2 separate regions of the Sus scrofa genome follow, and region 1 is linked to region 2. Evidence: chromatin contacts called from public HiChIP or PLAC-seq data. All regions are on one chromosome and are shown on one strand. The core of a region is the stretch at or near the end of the contact, and the rest is flanking DNA. Distances in the headings are between cores, read along the strand shown.

Region 1 (5,435 bases), core at 457-2,956, 150 kb before region 2:
TGTTTGGTAGCCTTCTTAGAGTTCAAGGTTAGACCCTAGATTCGCTTAGGAATAACCTGAGTGATAGACATGGTATTTTTCTTAGAGCTTCTCCTTACCTTTGGCACAGCTTGGCTGCACTTAGGGCTGTCTATTGCCTCTTGGTTCTTTCTTCACTCAGCGAGTACGTCCCCAAAGTCTCCTTGGTCTACATACCAATAGACTCCTGACAGGGCTACCCATTCTTCCCTCCTCACAGAGACCAAAGTGTGTCTGAGTTTTGGAGTCAGCATCACTAGTTCTAGTTATACACACACACACACACACACACACAAAACCCTGACTATGGAGTAGAACCACCTTAAATACTGGTGTTTGAGGACACATACTTTTTCTGTCCTTTATCAGATTTTGGCTTTGTGAAATTATTACCCTTCTCCACATTTGACCTGTCCTCTCAAACCAAGTCTGTGAAATTACAAGCCATGCTACCAGTGCAGTCTTCATGGTAATGCCAAAGAGGTAAATAATTACAGACCTAGATATCTGGGAGGATTCTAGGAGTGTTTCAGTATCCAGATGTCTGTTGTCTCAGGCAAGCTCCCAGTAAAGTGTTTAATAAATGATCAATATAAATGTATTAAGTTGAGCTGAGTTAATCCCCCTCTGCTAACTTTGGGTTCTATCCTTTACTTGAAGTCTTCTTAATAGGTTTATCTCTGCATCATTTCTTCTCCTTATAAAATAACTCTAGTTCTAGCATTTCCTCTTAGGTCTTATTTTCTACCTGCAATCATCTCTGCGGCTGCCCTCTGAACGCTCACCAGGTTTTCGAGTCCCCTTCTGTCCGGGAAGCATAGGTCAGGTATGAAGGCCACTTTCTGACTGAGCTTTAGGGCCCTTTAGAGATTTAACACTGGCAGCTTGGCTCTTCATGGCCACCCCAATTGGAGGTCTCCCTGCCTTCCTGTTCCTCTTGAGAAGTACCTCCCACTCCAAATTTACTATGGAAATGTGCTTCCATGGTCCCTTTCCACTCTCTTTTTCCTGTTCAACTCACCTCTCTTCTTGCTCATCTTCCGGGCTGTGCAATCCCATACTGCCTGTCAAAATACTAGCAGGGAAGAGACAGTGAGAACCTCAGAACCCAGAGGCACCACGTCTCTTGAGGAGTAGGCCATCTCTCAAAGATGAGTTAGGTCTTTTTGACATCTCTTACACCATCTGCCTCCCTCCAACACGTCTCCTGATTTTGAGTCTCTGCATACACTGCATTCTCTGTACTCACAGAGAATCAAGACCTCCAGGGCAGACCAAGCCTGTGCTAGGGAAGGAATGATCCAGGCACCAAAGGGTTAAGGCCAAGAGCCTTGAAGGATAGAAGGGATCATTAGTTACTCTTTTACAGAGCAGAGGAGAGGTTCCTCCTTGTCACTTACACTCCCCTTTCACAAGATCTCTCTTCATTGCCATGCATAGGAAAAAAAAAAGAGTAAAAAGAAAAAAAAATTCAAAATAATTTAGAAAGTCCTTGTAAATGCTTGTGTTTTCATTTAGCAGCATGAATTCAGGACAGCAACAGACCCTCAGAGGCAGCAATCAACTGGGAATTGAGTGGAAAAAAATAGGAATCCTAGACTCTCAAACTGTCCGTTTTGGGTTTTTTTTTTTTTTTTTTTTTTGGTGAGCGAGGTAGTGGGGGTGGGGGAAGGGATTAAGTCAAATCTTTTTGAGGGAGGGCTCAGCTGTGGGCTTTCATGGATAAAACACCAAAGATCAACTCCATGTGTGTGACCCAACTGTCCTGGAAGCTTCAATTGGAAGAGAATCCAAACCTTAAGTTGTGTTCATAGCTTCAGCTCAAGTAAGAAAAATGAGGTGGGGGTCACGGGGCAGGGGCGGGTGGTGGCGAGTCTTAGATGGATGCAGAGGGGTTGGGAATGGATGCGGTGGGGATAAGGCGGAAGGGAGCTATGTCTTTAAGTCTGTCCTACGGTTTTACATATTTTTTCTTCTATGAATGGGTTTTGCTGTAAATTATAGCTTTGCCCGTGGTCCCTTGGGTCAAAAGAAATAGTCTCTAAACAGAAAACAGCTCTGATTGGTGACTTTCCTTCTTCCCTCCCCAACCCCCTTCCTAATTGAAACCAAATGTGCAATATATTGGATGCTGGGATCCCTGGCGCTTTCCCAGGAATCCTCAGAATGTGAGGTTTCTCTCAAAGGCATCTTGCATCAGCCTGTGGATGGATGCCTACCACCGGGCTCCTCCACCGGCAAAGTGGAAAAAGAAGCGTTTCACAACAAATTCTCCCTTTTGGGTTGGGGGAACGCAGTGGATTATAGCTCTGTTTTCTTCTTTCCCAAACTGGGCACTCCTGGATGAACGTAAGTTATGTGTTTTTTTTTTCCCTTCATTTTTTTTTTTTTGTCTTTTCCGAAAACGAAAGCTCTGAGTATCCTTCTCCCGGTGTCTCAGGAAAAGTTTAAAAAAGGAGACAGAAAAGGGTTTCGAGTCCGGCAAGGAAAAGAAGGAACAGGCACCATAGGCTCGAGAAATCTAAAACTTCACCTTTTTGGGGGGGACTGGATTTATGTTGAGAGAAGAATAAAGCACGACTAACCAAAGAAAACTGAAGCAAAATAAACGAATCCATAGCAGCTGCAAGATACAATCAACAGCATTCGCAGAGTTGAAACTGTTGGCAGGCAAGACAGGCCGATCGCAGAGCTGGTTTTGGGATGGAAACCTGAGCAGGGAGCTAGGTTATCGGTATTTAGTAGTGGTTTGAGTGTCCTGAGTTTTGAGTTTTGGAGGGGACAACTTTTTGTGTTTTTGATTTTTCAGAGGAGTTGCTGACTTAATTGTGAGAAGGACAACTTTGGGTGAGGGGTGGCTTCACTCTGGGGTGTGGGGTGACCAGGCAGGGAGCTGGTTCGATGGGGCATTTTTCAGTTGGTGACAAGCTTCGTCTTCCCCACCTTGCTGGCCTGGGTGCCTTTCCCTTTGTTATGGAATTACTTGGGACTGTTTGCAGTTGGGACCTCTGAGTCCTGGCTGAGGTTCAAGAGTCCCATCCAAGGGGAAAGAGAATTTTTCCAAGAGGCTGAAACTCTCAGGCCAGCCATTTGAGGCGGGAGTTTGCACTCTTGGAGCCAGGAGGGGTTCAGCACCATTTTGCTGACTGCTTGCCTTCTGCATCCTTTCCCTAGAAGATCCCCAGCCGCATAGGTCCGTAGAGAGCCTCAGGGATCTCTTCCCACCCTCTCAATTCACAGATGGTGAAAGTGATAGGAGCGGGACATTTAGAATTACACAGCACCTTAGTAGTGAAGTCACAAATGAAGTTGAAAGTCTCTTTACTGCTAATCCAGTGATCTTTCCACTCCAGACCTGTATGTTTATGTTCATTTCACTTGAGGTTGAAGTGAGGGAGAGGGTTTAATGAACAAGTCGCCCCAAGGGTGTTAGTTATCAGCAAGGAGGGATGCTTTGATGTTTATGGTCATATTTGGTTGTGTGTGTGTAAAATAAAAAAAGCAAAGTATTTGCTGTGTGCATCAGGCTCCATGCTCAGAGCTTTATATACATCATTCAGTTGAACCCGTTAGTTCCTATTTCATGAATTAAAGCTTAGAGAAGCTCAGTGTGTTGCTTAAGGAGGTGCAGCTCATAAGGTCGAAACTCAGGTAAGTCTGACTCTGGACTCTGTATTCTCTGCTCTGAGTCACTCTGCAAACACTCCCCTCCCCCACTCCATGCACACATTTAATCACTTTCCTAGTCAAATTTCATGTTTCCCTCGGTGACTAGGTGACTAGGAGGTGAAGGTGTCAGGCTAGGGGAGCAGTGAGGATCCTCTCTTGGAGGCCACTTCTGCAGCTGGCTGAGTATTTATCTGGATACCAGAGAGGGGCTGCGAGTGGGTAGCTCTGTGCATTAATTCTGGGCATTTGGTATACACTTACCTTTGTTAGGCAAAGAGCTTGGGATTTAGATTCCGAAGGACCCCCGGTTCAAGTTCTGGCTCTGCCTTTCACTAACTTGGCAAAGTTGCTTTACCTTTCTGCACCTTGGGCTCTGTGTTTATTACATGGGAATAATAGCAGTACTTTCCAGTATTATTGTTTTAAGAGATATTGGACACAACTGCATTCTGAAGGCTTATCCATCCCAGTTCTTGTGACAATGACCACTGAGCCCTGAAGGAAATGTGAGGCAGTGCCATGCTGGGTCTGGCAGGTTGTGCGGATGTTGGTGGGAGCACAGCTGTGTTGGGCCATGTGTGAAACCCTGAAATGTGTGGCCTTGGTCTTAGTGCCCACCTCTTTTGAATGGAAGCATTCGTTCTCACGGGGAATATTCCCAGGTTTTCTATCTGAAACTTTCCTTTGATGCCTGGCTTGACCACACTTCCTTACCTAGCGAGCTTGGTGGAGGCTGAAGGACACTGTGTGGTTCATGGTTCCCTTGCCTGGGTCTGTGCTGTTTCTGAGCAAGAAAGGTTTAGTTGGGATCAGTGTTTCTCCTCAAAGGAGATGGCTTTTGCAGAGCTTCATATCTAGTTGAGGGTAGATCTTTGACCCTGGACCTTCTCTTCACTGACAGGCACATCTCACTCCATGTTCCCTCCTCTGTATTCAGAAGGAAGGCAGTTGCTCTTGGGGTGGGGGGAGGCCCAGCAGACCTCGGGGAGGCCCCTGCCTCTGCTTCTGGTTAAGATCTGTTTGCTTTACAAACATCAAAATAAGGGAAGTGGGGAAGGCGTTTCCAGATTCTTTTACTTAGAATCCTCAAGTTGAAAGTCCCAATAATCTCCATGTCTGTGACATAATGCAATATCTATATATGTCTCATATGTATGTCTCTTCCCCTGATTCCTGGTGCAGAGCTCCTAAAACCCTTATAGTTTCTTAGGAGCATCTTTTTTTTTCTAATATTTGGTCTCTGGTATGGAACTCTTGAGTCCTTCAGAATTTCCCGGGTGACAGGAATGTCTTTTGTTCTACTGAGGGGACTCTGGGTGGGCTCCTGATGGGAACTGATCCCCAGAAAGGCCAAACCATGATTAATCTTGAAGAACCTTGAAATTTTTAGCACCCCCTCCTACCTTCCAGGAAAGGGAGTGAGGCTGGAGACAGAGTTAATGATCAATCATGCCTCCATGATGAAAATTCCCAAAGTATAAGGTTTGGGGAGCTCCTGGGCTGGTGAGTGCATCTATGTGCTGGGAGGAAGGTGCACCCCGACTCCACAGGGACAGAAGCTCCTGGGCATGGGACCCTTCCAGACCTCACTCCACGTTTCTCTTTGTCTGGCTGTTCATCCGTATCCTCTATTATATAATAAACTAGCACACATGAGTGCTTCCCTGAGTGCCGTGAGCTGGTCTAGGAAATGATTCCATCCAGGGTGGGGGAAGGGGTGGTGGGAATCTGATTTGTAGCCAACTTGG
Region 2 (5,424 bases), core at 2,849-5,348:
GAAAACTGGTGGACTGAAGGGGTCATTGAACAGCCTGAAGCTGTGTTCTTATCGAATAGTCTGTTGTAACTGCATTTTAGCTGGGGGGTGGAGTCTGTGTTCTCTACTCTTTTTCTTTGTGTTTGAGCCAGAAATTATCACTCTTTTCTCTGGGTCTTTCTTCTGAGTCCTACTAGAATATATTCATGGGCTGGGGGAGGAATTTTGGACTGGGAACTCACCAGGTAAAAGGGAGAACAAAAATTTTGCCCTTGAATATTTAACTTGGTTCTTGAAGTTCTTGATTCGAGAAATTCATTCTATTCTTGCACATCTGAGTAAGATAACTCACGATGCTCTAGAATGACATGTGACTTCCTCCTGAGGACATTTTTTGTAGAAAACCTTTAAGCATACACATATATTCTAAAAATAATTACTCAAAATAGCTTTATGCTATAACATTATTTGCAAGATACTTAAAATGGTGCTCTCATAATTCTCTCTTTGGGAAAGTTAACTCATTTATTGAGTACCTGCTAAATGCTGGACTCCATGCTCAGTATTGAGGATATTACTGCAACAAAAGACCTTTCAGTCTAGGGTATGGGGCAGGCATCTAACTTTCTCCATTGAGCACCTGAAGCATATTTGTTGGCGTAGAACATCGCACATCCAAATAGTAAAATTTTAAATCCAAATAGTCTCTATTTTAAATCCAAATAGTCATATATATTGAGATTTAGAGACTGTCCTTTTGAGGAAACAGACAGGTCACATTAGCTAGGGTGTCAAAATAATTAGTTGTTTTATTCTTCTTATTCCTATGTTAAGTATTATTCAATGAATTAGGTACCTAGGGATTCCTTGCTTATTTTGTAGCCATTTAATTTTTGGTTAATGAAAATAAAGTGTCAAAAGGAGTATAACCCTAACTTACAGTGCCAGAGTGATCAGATGAATTATAGATTCATAATGTTACAGCACATCTGTTAAGTAATGAGCTTTTTTTTTTTTTTTTTTTTGTCTTTTTAGGGCCACATGTGTGGCATGTAGAAGTTCCCAGGCTAGGGGTCAAATTGGAGCTCCACCTGCTGGCCTATGCCACAGCCACAGCAATGTCAGATCCAAGCTGTGTCTGTGACCTACACCACAGCTCACAGCAACACTGAATCCTTTAAGCCACTGAACGAGGCCAGGGATGGAACTCACATCCTCATGGATACTAGTCAGATTCTTAACTCACTGAGCCACAACTGGAACTCCCAAGTAATGAGCTTTTTAATTCATGTTTACACATAATCAAACAATTGAATGGTGTCAGGAAAACCCGTTATTTAATAAAACATTGAAAACTCTAAGATTGAGAAGATCTTAGATAGGCTACTGATAAGTTCTTACAGTGTCATATGAAAAATGCTTATTAACTTCAATGGAAGTTAATGAAAGTTGGCAGTACAGACCTTTAGAGGTCAAATTCTGCTTTGAAGAAATGAAGGATTTTAAGATTCTACAGCACAGGTATTTGTGGAATCAGGCTTCATCCTTGCCACTTGCATTGCTTTTGAATATAAAGAGTTATTTCTTCTGAGTGGAAAAGCTGGATTTAAGAAGAGGAGGGAGCTATGATGCCCTGTGTGCCAACAGGTCTTTCTCCCCTGTCCTATTTCAGGCTTCCCGGAGGATGCTGGATGATGAAATGACAGTCAGCCTCTCCCTGCCAAGCGAGTCTAGCATGTTCAACAACAACCGTTCCTCATCGCCAAGTGAACAGGAATCCAACTCCACTTATGATCGCATCTTTCCCCTTCGCCCTGACTACCAGGAGCCCTCCAGGCTGATACGGAAACTCCCAGAATTTGCTCCAGGGGAGGAAGAGTCAGGTGAAGATGAAATAGTGGGCAAAGAATTGAGGGACAAGATTTATGAAGGTGTGATACTGTGGCTCCTACTCAACCAAATCTAGTTTTCACCTAAAGAAGTCCATACTGTCTTTCTAGATTGGGTCTGCTGCTGCTTCTAGCCTAATATGAGCACCCTTCCTCTGCTACTGCACATAGCAGACCTGCATGGCAGAAGAGGGAGGAAATAAATAAAATGCATTACTAAGGTGTTAATGCCAGAAGAACCTAAGCAGCCCAGCTAGTCCTATGTCCTCATTTTTCCTTGGGAGAAAAATGAGAAGGCTTAGATAAGGTATTCACCCAACATCAAACAGCATTAAGGGTAAGTTCATGACTTGAATTTGACCTGGAGGAAAAAAATAATAAAGCAAAAGACTTCTTAGAATCCCCAGTTTTTAAGCCACCTAGATAATTGAGTTACCTAAATTTTGTTGATTTCACTTGGGTGAAAATTTATTAGACTAATACAACGTTTTATTACAAGAGTAAATATTTCTTACCTTTTCTCAATAAAAGCATTGCTTTGGTAAAACATTGCCAAATGATTCACATCTCAGTGTTTTTTAATAAAGGGCTGCAGAGTGACATCAGAGGATGCTGGGTCATCACAGAGGCTCAGGGCAGCTTTTCTGTAAGATCTTCAATCCAAGAGTGATCCCAGCCAGCAGAAGAGGGCTGAGGGTATTCAGGAGAGAGGTGATTGGAGAAGCAGCAGGACTAACTCTGAGCCCACTAGTATTTCAAGGGAGTCCTTACAAAAGAAGAAAGCAAACTAATGTGATATTTACCACTCAGTGGATAGCAAACAGTGAAGGATCACATTGAACTAGAGGAATTTTGCAGAGACAGCAAGAAAAAGCGATGTAATTTATTTCCTAGGCTGAAGTAGAGTAATTTACCTATTTTCTGAAGTCTAAAAACACCCTCCCTCTTACTTTAATGTTTCTTAATATCACAATATATCTTAAGCTGAATCATATAAATTTAATCAGAAAGTTTTTTTAAATGATTTTTATTTTTTTCCGTCATAGCTGGTTTACAGTGTTCTGTCAATTTTCTACTGTACAGCAAGTTGACCCAGTCACACATACATATATACATTCTTTTTCTCACATTATCATGCTCCATCATATAATCAGAAAGTTTTTAATCCCTAAAATAGATTACTAAGTCAGTGAGAATATCTTAAAATTAAGGAACTAGGCCATTAAATCCTAAAACTTTAATACTCCCACCCTAACTAATATAGTGCAAGCCTTCCTGTAGCTTCACCACAATTCCTCAAGATTAGCCAAGGAGCTCGTTGATGATCATGGGGTGTGGGGAGAAGGATAAGAGATAAATGGTGGCCTACATTCTGGAGGCTGTGAGAGAGTCTGGAGGGACCATTCTCCAAGTAAGAATGTCATGGCATAGGCTGGCTGTCTTGGGGGCGTGTTTTAGCCCTCCTCTCAGATTTGTTTTCTTGAAGAGATATCCAGACATGCCCCTTGGAGTGAGGCTCATTGCCCTTGTCTTCCTAGGCTGCAGTGGCCTTGTGAAGCCAGTCCAACCCAGCGGGCCTGAGGGCGTGCCCCACTACGCAGAGGCTGACATTGTGAACCTCCAGGGGGTGACCGGAGGTAATACCTACTCTGTGCCTGCCGTTACCATGGACCTGCTCTCAGGAAAAGATGTGGCTGTGGAAGAGTTCCCCAGGAAACTGTTAACTTTCAAGGAGAAGCTAGGAGAAGGCCAGTTTGGGGAGGTAAGTTGATTCTTTGAGTGGGGCCACCAGTCCTTGCTAGCTCAAAGGAATTAGTTGAATAAATATGGTCAATAGAGTTAAGTGTCCCCTCCAGAGTGGATCCACATTGACTGTCCCTTCCAATTGTCTCTCTTTGCACTGGCCTCTAGAAGATTAGTATTGGGTCAACCTCATCTTTGTCAAATAGCTATGGAATTCATGGGAATCTCGATTTCTATATACGAGTTTTTAAAGCAGGAAAGTCACTTGACTTAGATATCCTGAAAAACATTCAATATTTTAAAAAAAAATTTTTATAATAGGTTACAGAGGGTGGGGACCCATAAGATGTGATCATCTTTTATAAACAGTCCAAGAACATCCTGCTATTTGATAGCCACTTTTTTTTTCCCCCATTTAATGGGAGTTACATATAAAATGGTCAAAAACAACCTCGCCCCTGCCTTGGGTCCCAGAATCAACCACCAGGGAATGAATCACTCACTAAGATAAGGAGGAGCACTCTTCTCAATTGCTCTCGGAGTGATGTGTGTAATATTTGACTTTCCACTTTTACGTCAGTCACATGAGCCTTCTGAGAATTCAAAGCGATGATTTAAGTGGCAATGGAAGCTCTTTAACGCTTCCCTCTACACTCCAAATGTAACTTGTTTTCCTAAGAATATGTTATTGATTCCAACATGGGTGGTGTAGTTTTTAACTTTGGGTAGGTTTGGTGGTGGTGGAGGTAGATAGGTCCATAGCATCTGTTTGTGGTGTTATATGCATTCATTCTCTCTCCTGGGTTGAAAACACAGGCTTGTTATACTGTTACTAATACATAGGGATTACTAACCATGCTAACTAATCACATACTAAGGGATTACCTCAGAGAGGAAATTGTCTTATGTTTTGCACAATCCAGTAACTAAACTTCCTTGAATCAAAGGTCAAGCATTTATACTGAATGACATTTTCTAGGGAGCTATGGTGTAATAAACTACTGTTATAGATATATTTGCATATTTAGTGTTCCAATTAATGTATGGTTCTTTCATAAAGCAGTAATATATACTAGCTGGGTACCTTACCATTGTTTTTTCAGTTATTTGAGTCAAAGATGTATTACCTCTATCTTCTTATTGGTCTTTTGATTATTTTGCCTGAGTTGTAAGAGGTAGTTTATCTCTAGGAAATGCCCAGCAAGAGTACTGAGACATCTTCAGGAGAAATGATGATGCTGAGACTAGATGACTTTTGTCTAGGTTCATCTCTGCGAAGTGGAGGGAATGGAAAAATTCAAAGACAAAGATTTCGCCCTAGATGTCAGTGCCAACCAGCCTGTCCTGGTGGCTGTGAAAATGCTCCGAGCAGATGCCAACAAGAATGCCAGGTCTGTGGTCTGTGTTTTGAATTTTCCTTTATGTATTTTGTCTTCAGGATCAGGAACACTCTGGAAACTTCTGAGTAATTGTTTTCTTTTGAGATGGGAAGGTCTGTGAGCTACCTTACATTTCCATTGCTGTGTTTTACTTTTCTGATGGGTTAGTAGTCCTCATCTTTGTTCTCATCTCTCTCAGACACAAATGCACATTTTGTGTTGGATCTGCCACTACGCATATGAATTTGCTTCCTAACTCCCTTTGCAGAACACTGCACTTCTCAGCATCCACAACACACACAATAGTCTTAATACTTACCTCTTCAGTTATTATGCACAGACATACCCCCAAAGGTCCTCACCTCTTCTTGCAAACTTCTCACAATTGCATACATCTTTCCTGCTAAGCTCCTTCCTTTCTCCTTTTTTTCTGC

Evidence for each region. HiChIP or PLAC-seq counts read pairs in DNA pulled down with a chosen protein or histone mark.
Region 1: an H3K27ac HiChIP or PLAC-seq map of alveolar macrophages shows a contact between it and region 2. The contact joins the promoter of DDR2 here to the enhancer-like site in region 2. A contact is called at or near these places in 4 of 47 Hi-C or Micro-C datasets (embryonic fibroblasts, heart right ventricle, mesenteric adipose tissue and 1 more) and 2 of 2 datasets of contacts at active chromatin or transcription factors (alveolar macrophages and skeletal muscle).

The regions. Positions count from the first base shown.
Region 1 is chr4:87,908,089-87,913,523 of Sscrofa11.1, reverse strand. It overlaps DDR2 (discoidin domain-containing receptor 2), which reads left to right and starts at 1,706. Exons shown (of 18, transcript XM_021089500.1): 1 at 1,706-1,843.
Region 2 is chr4:87,765,020-87,770,443 of Sscrofa11.1, reverse strand. It overlaps DDR2 (discoidin domain-containing receptor 2), which reads left to right. Exons shown (of 18, transcript XM_021089500.1): 12 at 1,652-1,862; 13 at 3,407-3,630; 14 at 4,875-5,002. Among named protein-coding and RNA genes, the nearest start is that of HSD17B7, 25 kb to the right of the region's middle. Within about 2 kb of position 4,098, at least 5 of the 83 cell types and tissues checked have an H3K27ac peak or open chromatin away from gene starts, as enhancers often do. A contact at or near this core is called in alveolar macrophages, where this site is marked.